Regions from separate parts of the Gossypium hirsutum genome. Here all the other regions are linked to region 3. A link is a contact called in public Hi-C data. All regions are on one chromosome and are shown on one strand. The core of a region is the stretch at or near the end of the contact, and the rest is flanking DNA. Distances in the headings are between cores, read along the strand shown.

What was found. A called contact is a pair of places that touch in the nucleus more often than the background predicts.
Region 1: a contact with region 3 is called in a Hi-C map of leaf, with 2.3 times the contacts expected there. The contact joins the promoter of LOC107885986 here to the promoter of LOC107885974 in region 3. A contact is called at or near these places in 4 of 34 Hi-C or Micro-C datasets (hypocotyl and leaf).
Region 2: a contact with region 3 is called in a Hi-C map of hypocotyl, with 2.0 times the contacts expected there. The contact joins the promoter of LOC107885978 here to the promoter of LOC107885974 in region 3. A contact is called at or near these places in 3 of 34 Hi-C or Micro-C datasets (hypocotyl, leaf and petal).

Annotation. Positions count from the first base shown.
Region 1 is chrA03:8,934,794-8,938,035 of Gossypium_hirsutum_v2.1, forward strand. LOC107885986 (scarecrow-like protein 33) reads left to right here and starts at 1,640. Exons shown (of 1, transcript XM_016809767.2): 1 at 1,640-3,242. The coding sequence starts at 1,976.
Region 2 is chrA03:9,050,395-9,053,981 of Gossypium_hirsutum_v2.1, forward strand. It overlaps LOC107885978 (abscisic acid 8'-hydroxylase 2), which reads right to left and starts at 2,294. Exons shown (of 8, transcript XM_016809757.2): 1 at 1,742-2,294; 2 at 1,323-1,641; 3 at 1,078-1,227; 4 at 734-988; 5 at 556-645; 6 at 287-472. The coding sequence starts at 2,028.
Region 3 is chrA03:9,313,495-9,316,622 of Gossypium_hirsutum_v2.1, forward strand. It overlaps LOC107885974 (E3 ubiquitin-protein ligase SDIR1), which reads right to left and starts at 1,615. Exons shown (of 11, transcript XM_041107970.1): 1 at 1,431-1,615; 2 at 34-190. The coding sequence starts at 111.

The DNA.
Region 1 (3,242 bases), core at 390-2,889, 380 kb before region 3:
AAAAGATTAATATGTTGTCTATTAAATCCAATTTGGAAGATAAATTATTTTGAATATCGAAGTGGATGACTCTTAAAAGATAGAAATTGTGATTGATTGGATTGATAGTTGAGCAAGACCAAGTAGAATAGATTCTAAACTCATTTATGGACATGAATATATAATAGTTACATTGAGGATAACACAATTATAAGAAGCACCCATGAGGAAGGAAGAACTTTCACGGCCACCATTATTGTTTATAGTTGCCATTGATCCATTGTTGAGAAAATGGAGGAGTTATGGTTTCTTCATTTCTAGATATAGAGAAAATAATTACAGAGAGGTCACTAAACTTTAATCAAAAGTAATAGAAAAGTGTCATTTAATTGGCTAATATTCTATGTCGACAATATGTTAGTAGATTAATGAGATTTTTAATAGTAATGACCAATTCGAACAATTATCTTAATTAGAGTGACTAAATTGATAAAAAAAAATTAAAGTGATTAAATTGATAAAAAAATTTAAAGTGACTAAAATAAGGAAAACACTATTTTAGAGTGACCTGCAATGTAATTTACCTTTTATAATATGTTAATAATTCTATCACACATATACATATAAATATTACATATTTAGAATATATACATGTATTTAAAAACAACATGCAATAAATGAGAATAACAATAATAAATCAAACTTTGGTTGTAAAAAAAAAGTTATTTATATACATACAACATTATGTGTGTGACAAACGAATCAGCTTTTGGTTATAATGATAAAGGCATAAGATGCTTAAGGTTTTAGGTTCTAATTTTCAGTTTAAATTATTTTGTTATAAATTTTATATAAAGGTGTGAAAATAGAAAAAAATACCTTTTAATAATATTTATTAATTGTATAAAGTTTGGGTTGTTGATATTTTTATTAATTGAGTTGATATCAAATTGTAATATCAATTTAATTACATAAATAATAGTATTAATTAGTAATGAAAATAAATTATCAAATTAAATCAAATTTAAAGTTGAATTATATAATTTAATAAGCATAAGTATCGAATTAAAAAAAAACTTAAATGTTAAATAAAAATATATATATCAAGTTTAAGTATTGAAGTAAAATAGAATTAAAATAAAGAAAAAAAAGTGAAAATATCAAATTAAGAAAAAAAACATTTTTAAGTATTAAATGTAGAAAAAGTTTGAAGTACATATATGTATTCATCTCAAAGGGAAAAATAAAATAAAAAATGATAAGTGGTGGAATTCCATTAACTTAATGATTGTCTTAGAACATGGTTTAACTGTTTGAAGTTTTGAGTTCCTAAGAATTATTGGTTTTAAGACACAAGCCGTGTTAAACCTGTTCCGCACATAAAGCACGGCTGTCCCACCTTGTTGACTCGTAGTCTGAGAGTGAACAGTCGCAACAACCTCCCATTGGATGACACCAAATTACAAGCCAATTGCAATCGGGGATCAATCACTCCCCCCCAAGAAAAGAGGCCACCAATGTCACCGTCATGCTTGGACGGTGCAGTGACATTGCCACTTGCGTCCTTGTATTTTTCACATAAATGCATTTTATTTATCTTACAAATAAAAAAGTTGCTTTGTCTTTTTATGCCGGGGAACTTTCAAGATGAAGACACTTTCTTTTTCTTCAATACAATAAATAAATAAAAAGCTACCTCCTTTATTGCAGCTCCTCTCTAGTTCCGAGGTTTTTCTTCTCTGTTTTCACTCTGGTATGAACAAGCTTTTTTCCCCTTTTGTGTTGGAATTTTAGTTGGTTTTTGTTTTCTTTTTTACAAGGTTTCTTGTTGTAAGCTTCTTTGTGTTAGTTTATGGGGAAAGATCTGATTTTTTATTGTTAGTCTCCAAATTTTGATAGGTTTCTCTATATGAGTTTTTTTTTCCGTTGCTGGGTTCTTCATAGAAATTAGAGAGAAAACCCTGTTTTGTTGTGGTTGTAAGTTTGGCCTGTAATTATGGGTTCTCATCTCACTGGATTCCCTCACACAGTTAATGGTTTCAAGATTAGTGACGGGTATCTTTTGCCTAATCCAAATGTATACCCAAAATTTGAAATTTCTGATGGGATTGGATCAAATGACCAATCTTTAGATTTCAGCTCTCTAGGTGTCCCATTTTTACCTTCTTTAGGTTTGGGTGATTCTAGCTTTGCTTCAATTTTGAGCATGGGCAGCATGGGTAAAGAGGGAGATACTTTTTCTCCGACCGATGACACTGATGTCTCGGACACCGTTCTTAAGTACATAAGTCAGGTGCTTTTGGAAGAGGAAATGGAAGAGAAGCCCTGCATGTTCCATGACTCCTTGGCTCTGCAAGCTGCAGAGAAGTCTCTTTATGAAGTTCTTGGTGAAAGCTATCCTCCTCGAGATCAAGCTCCTGTTTGTGTCGATCCAAGTGTTGAGAGCCCGGATAACTGTTCTTTTGGTACTTCCAGTGATCATAGCATTCATAGTGGCTCTAGTTCCTGTACTAGCTATACGATTGAGTCTCAGTGGAATGGTGATTTTAGCGAAAACAACAACAGACCGTCTTTGTTACAAACAAGCATTCCTGAAAACTTTGTTTTTCAGTCTACTGTGGATCCGGGTTCACGGTTTTCATCTCATTCTCAAAATGGTAGTGCTAATAATGGGAATGGATTCATGGGATGTCCTGCGAGTGAGTTTTTAGTTCCAAATTATTTTAGTCAAAGTGAATTAGCATTGCACTTCAAGAGGGGGTTTGAGGAAGCTAGTAAGTTCCTACCAAAAGCTAATCAACTGAATGTCGGTTTCAAGAGCAATGCATTGATTTCAGAGTTGAAGCAGAAGGCTTCAAACACGGTAGTCAAAGTGGAGAGTGACAGGAAGGAGTGCTCACCACCTCGTTTGATGAGAAAGAAGAGTCATGAACGAGAAGATGAAGATTTAGAAGAGAGGAATAACAAACAGTCGGCAGTTTTGGGGGACGAGAGCGAGCTATCAGACATGTTCGATAAGGTGTTGATTTGTGCTAGGAGAAGAGGGCAGTCTTCTTCATCCACTGCGGATGAGACTTTGCCGAATGGACCAAGCAAGACGCTGCTGCCGAATGAGCAAACAAATGGATCCAATAGTGGGAAGGCGCGTGGCAAGAAACAGGGTAAGAAGAAAGTAGTGGATTTGAGGACTCTCCTGATCTTATGCGCGCAAGCTATCACTTCCAATGACAATGTGACTGCTAAGGAACTGATAAAGCAGATTA
Region 2 (3,587 bases), core at 1,044-3,543, 260 kb before region 3:
AACAAATGAAAAAGACAGCAGCATGAGATGAACCATTGATAACCTTATATTTCTGCTAAAACTGGATAGTGCCTGACCCACCACTTGGTCGGGGACTCCATTTATACTATTAAAAAATGCCAATGGTACCAAAACAAAACATATATATGATTCAAATATTCCCAATAACAAAAAGAAATAAAGTAAATCTGCTTAGATGTGTAAAATGGGGTCGAATCTAATCTAAAACAATAAAAGATTTAGCTTATTCCATGTCCTATAATTCGAATCGATTATAAAGGCTCACCTCGAATCTCGAAGGGTCAAATTTCTCGGGTTTAGGGAAGAAATCCGCGCAATGATGAATGGTTCTAAAGAGAGGAAGAACCTTCCAACCTTTGGGGATGTAATAGCCTTCAAACTCAACATCTTCCACTGCTTCCCTGAAGGTGAATGACAGAATACTTGCTGTTCTTAATGTCTCTTGAATCACCTGCAACACACTTTAATTAATATGTTTATATGCCACTGTAATTGCTAACATATGAAGAATAAAGTTGGTATGATTTAATGTACCCTGGTAGTCAATGGCATGTGCCTTGTATCATCCCACATAAGCCTGCGATTTGCTTCGATTATTTCTCGTCGAACACCTTCTTGTTCTCTCTGCAAACATATGATTTATAAATGAGAATGAAAAAGATTTGATTGATTTTCATTCAAAGGTGATGATCATAAAAAATAGTTTACTTACAGTGACAGCTTCTAGTAAATTTCCATTGTCATGCAAGTATTTTAACAGCCATGTTAGGACACTTGCAGTGGTATCATGAGCAGCAAAGATTACACCAATTACATTATCTGCAATCTGGGAATCACTGAGTTGATCAACCTTTTGGTTTTGGTCACCCAATAGAACACCCAGCAACCCTCCTCCACCACCTTGTTTCTCATTTTCTCTTCTTTCTTTTATCAATCTTCTCAGGGTCTCATTCAACAGCTTCCTAGCCTTTTCAAAAGTGAAACAATATGAACTTATTATTCGCTCAAACAAAATGGTCTAAGTGTGTCTATATATGTATGCGTATATGTAAGTACCTTCATTGCTTTATTGAAAGGAGTTCCTGGAAGATCTAAAGGCATGGAATTGTAACCCTTTTCAAGGCATTGATAGAGCTGCTTGATTCCGTTGATTTCCTTGTCTTGTTTATGGCCAAAGGCAGAAATCATTGCCACATCAAAAGCATACTAAAGAACAAAACACAAAAGAAAGAACCCTTGTTTAAGGTTATTGATGTATGTGCAGTGAAGGGTAAAAATGGTTAACAAAAACTGACACATACTCTCTTCATTTCTTGCAAGGTGTTAAGAGTGGTGTTTTCCCAAGCTGGTAGGAATTTAAGAACAATCTGCTCAATCTCAGAAACTGAACCTCGAATTGCAGAGGGTAAAAAAGAGGCCTGAACCAGCTTCTTCAGCCTTGAATGGTAAGGACCTTGATGGAAGAATATGGCCTCAGGCCCTATCATCTTCTCCTTGCTTGGTGGATAAGTTGGTTTGAAAAGATGAGCCTTTGTGACCAACACAATCTTAGCTGCATCAGGGCTTGAAATCATCACACAGGGGCATCCTAATATGTGGCTTTTGAATATATCTCCATACCTAAACAATCAAAAAAAAAAAAAAGGCAACAACCCAAATTTAGTTACAATTTGTAATATTACATCATTAGCTTTGACCTTTTTAGGTACAACTTGTATACCTTTTTTGGCGGTTGGCAAAGAAAGAATTGGGATTCTCTTTGTAAAGCTTGAGAGTTTCACCAATATAAGCCCAACCCATGGAACCAGGTGGCAGGGGTTTGTCCTTGGGGTGCCGCCATTGATGAACTGACAACAACAACAGCAGCATCACCACCACCAAAACCACCATCAAATAAAACAAAACAATTGGTGTAATGAGAAAGGGAAGGTGACAACCATAGAAAGCTGTGAAAGTTGGTAGAAAAGTGTGGGGTGGTAGTGGCAATGAGGGGAAAAGGAGTTGCATGGTGACAATTCAAGTGTAAGGGGGATTCAAAGAGAGAAATGGGGAACAGAGGGGTAAATTACTTTGAAGAATGGGATGAATGGAGGGATATATATAGCATTGAAAGGGGAAGGGGTTTTTTTTTTTTTTTGGGGGGGGGGGCTTGTTTGATGACAGGCGTCACCATGTTTTTGGGAACACCTTGCTTGAAGGTCTTTCATTTTTATTTTGGTTCTTTATTTTTTTTTTTCCTAGGTAGATCTTTCCTACCTTATACTGTATTTTTCTGGTCATTAATCATATGGCCCTCCACTTCTGTTTATTCTTTGAGTTTCTATTATTTTTTTAGTTAGGTTAAATTTGTTACTATGAATTTATAATTTTTTTATGTGGACGGGAAAGGGAAAGTTTTTTTTTTACAATATTAGAGGTAGAGATTAAAATTATATGGATTAAATCCGTGTTACCTATTTAATAAAAACTTTAATTATTACTCTATACAAATCAAAACAACGAAGAATAGATGTTTTATTTTGAGATTCAAGGTAAAGTATAGAATTAGTCACCTAGCGTGTTTCTATTTTGGCTACCAACCATAAAAAATTTCAATTTAGTTATTAAGTTTAAAATAAAAATGTTTTAGATAATTTCTATTTTGGTCATTTCTATTTTAGATCATTTATATTTTGATCACTCTTCGTTAAATGGTTAACTGAAGGAGTATATGGCATTTTTCTAACTAGTATAATAATTCATTTAGTCCTCAATACTTATACATCCTATCAATTTGATCTTAATTTTAAATAATTCAATAAATTTAACCATCCACATTTACAAATTCTATCAATTTGATCGTCAAATACATATAATTAAATATAATTATTATATTTAAACAGATATAATTACATCTTGATAAAATTATATGTAAAATTGTGATTTTGATAAACCAAAAACTCAGAACTCCCAAAACTCAGTAAATTTGTGATTTTTTATAAACTTCATTAATGATTATACTAATAGCATTCTCAATAGAAGAACCCAAATTTTTCTATGAAACCTAACAAATAATTAACAGCTAAAAATAAAAACAAAAAAGTTTCCTACAAGCCTTTTTCAAATAATCACCTTTTACATTCTTTTCAACTTAAAAATCATGTAATAATCTGCACCTATCTTTATGCATAAAATTTATTGTAAAATTTATCTTCGTCTAAGGAGAGAGGAAGCGTTGCAAACAAATAAATAGGATGTGAAGATTGGACTATATTCAATAACACTAAGCACAACTATAGGTGGTGGCTGATAAGGTGGAGAAATTAAGATCTGATTAACAATAAGGCTAAACAAAGAAATAAGTTAAGAGAATTTTAAAGAGAGCTTTGAGAGTTAAGATTCCTAAGTGTCAAAAGTTCTTTCACTAGTTGTGGAAAGCTCATATTTATAGTGTTTCAAGAATAGGAGTTACAAAGCTAGCAATTCATGAAAATAACTAGTATTTTTCAGTTACAAAGGCATTAATGGTTCTTCTTCTTTTTTTTTTATAAAAGGATCTTGTTAGTGATGCTGATAATAAGTAGTGA
Region 3 (3,128 bases), core at 365-2,864:
GATAAGATATACTGATATGGCTAAGCAAAATACCACAGCTGGACGTTCAGGAATAAATCCTGAAAACCCACTTTCAATATCCCCTCTAGTCCCTCGGAAAACAAAACTCATTGTTGCAAAAAAACAGAATTTCCACTTGTCTAGAAGGCAGCAGATGCGAACAACTTCTCCTCTTGAAAACTTTCAAATCCTATGATATTACAAATGTGAATCACAGTTACAAGCCATTCCAATAATAAAAAAGCATAGATAGCCAGTAAATCATGCTTTATTAAACTGAAATTTACTCAAAATATAACGATTGACATGGTCTATTATTAAGCTGAAACCACTTTCCTTGATAAGAAGGAAGTTGTAAAGCTGATAACACATCCTGATTACTTTAAATATAATTATCTATATAGACTTCTTAGAAGAAGATGCAAACTAGTATTTAAATATAAATAATGAAATCAATCTTTGCAACACTTCTACTCGCAAGCTGACCATTTCTGAGCCAATGCTTTTCTGGAGGCTCAAATAGAATACCTTTTTTCCAGAATATAATTACAAAACTGCATCAACCTATCAACATGCTCTAAGCTCTCAAGGGGTCTGTGGTCATTACAAAACCAAAGATTTCAATATTGTTAATGCAGATCATGACAAGAAAACGTTATAAATCCCCAAACTCAAAAGCAAAAGCACTATAAAAGGAATTGGAATCCAACATGGGAAAAGAAATAAAAGATCATAAATTTCAGTGGGAACAAACTCATTGAAAAATTAGTAATCCCAAAAGGCCATTACAGATAAAAACAATCAAGACCTAAGCACCCAATTTACTGATTCAAATGACATTAAAGCCTAACAAAGATGACCCACGAATGAAATCCAACAAAGTTTAACACCAATATATCTCTATTTCTCAGTTCCCATATAAAGTAACTTAAAAAGCCAATGCATAGAATTGTTTATATATCGCAATGACATTTACCTTGCCAGTAGCACTATTATTATAGTAATTAAATTCTCTTTAAAGCCCCACCCGCCCTCTAAACTAAAGTTCACAATAAATTATGCTAAGTAAGCCATACTTTACACATACTCAGAAGCAAAAGATTCAAAGTTTATGATTCAAATTCCTTTCCTTTTTAAATCTTTTGAACATTAATAAAATAAATCACATATAAAGACTGAATCAACCGCAAAATCGAGCAAAAGGAATAATAGAATTTAAATATATTAACACAGAGGACCTACATTGCTCTATGTGAATCAATATCTCCAAAAAAAAAAGTCGACTTTCCAGGTTTTCGTTGAATGATGAGAAATCGAAAGGAAAAGAAAAAAGAAAAATCACCGGTTTCAACCGTTTTCTCAGCAAACAAACAGAATTCGATGCGAAGAACCAAAGAAAAACCAGAAAATAAGTTTTAAAAAGAACTTACTCAAGAAAATTGAAGATCAATCGCTAAAAAGACAAAAGGCCGTCCTATTAATTGCAAAACACGAGCAATTTGAGAGAAAAATAAAATAAAAACTTGCAAGAAATTCTTCTGCGCTCTTCTCCTTTGTCTGAAATGAAAATAGCAATTTATCTTTATTCATTTTTCATTTTTTTTAATTTTTTACGAAGAGAGAAAGCTCTAGAGAGTGACACGTGCACTTGGTTTGGATCGAATCGTTGCCACGTCTTGTTGACAGCGTGGATGACTTAATATCAGCCGTTGGATCTGTCATTTGTGTACCCCCACTCAGATTTGTGGTTTGGAGCTTCGTCGCCAAATCAGCATCCATACTTCCAAATATCTTATTCTTTTCTGAACAAAAAAATCAGATTAATAATTTCTCAAAAATAATTTTATTTTTTAAAGGCATAATGAAAAAAATGTCTCAATTGATATGATTAAAATTACGATGTTTTAGAGATTAAAAGCTTAACATCCTTTCACAAAAAAAAAATTTAACATCTAATATATGATATTAAATTAAATAAATAAATAAAATGACAAAAAATTGAAAAGATAAAAAAAATTGTCCCAATTTAAAAAATCAAACTAAATCCAATGCCCAAATGTTAAAATCTAACAAAGAAATTGGAAAATAAAACCACATCATGAAACAATTGGGAAGGTGCAGTGCAAACATCAGTAAGTTAAAGTTCACTATAAGTCGATGTATCATAGTAAAAAGATTATTTTAGTCCATCTACTATAAAAAGCAACATTTTAAGCTCTATATGTTTGAAAAGTTAGCATTTTAGTCATTCACATTTGCAATAAATAAAATATTAAATTAAATTTGAAATCTTACTTATCATGAATCTCACATTTTTTTTTATAGATTTTTGAGTGAGTATTTATGTTCGTGTTTAGAACAACGCCCACTAGTCGTGCAATTCATGAGTTAGAGAATATTGGAGAAGATCCAATTAGTTGAAAGCAAAAATTAAAGTTATGTGAGAATCCAAAACTAATCTCGAAGGATTCCATAAGGTCAACTTCATTTGGACTTTTAGAGATGCTCCGACCAGTTTTTTTGGGTAATCTAGGTGCCTAAATTGTAAAACTTCAATTTATCTTTGAAACGGGTTTCGAATCATCAGATTTTAAGGCCTATAACCATAAGCTCATTTTCATAAAGCACTGAAATTCCTCATGGGAAGTTCAAGATTAATCGTTGGGTTCCATAGAGGTAACTTCAGCTGGATTTATCAAGACATTTTGGCCACCTTTTGGTGTGATTCTTCTATCAAAATAGTATATCTTTGAGCCTTATTCTCAACATTTCTTGAATCAATGAAGTTCAAATTCTACATCCCTACGGGCAATTTAAGTTTAATTGTAAATCAACCTCTCCAGCTTGTGAAAACGGATCAAAACACATTTAAGTACTAGAGTATCGTGATGTATTGTTCTTAATTATCTAAGTTGATCATGGATGTATTAAAAAATTTTAAAATTCTCCCACGCACACCTTCCATGTTTTTCCAATAGGAAATACACATGAATTCTTGAGGGTCAACTCCATAGAAAATTGCATAAGGGTTTTGGAGTTTGTATTTGTTAATTCTTTTTCATCAGTAGTCCAAGTTTCTTCAAGTTTAAAGGTTCAGACACCAACTACATTAGATGTCGATGGTTCCT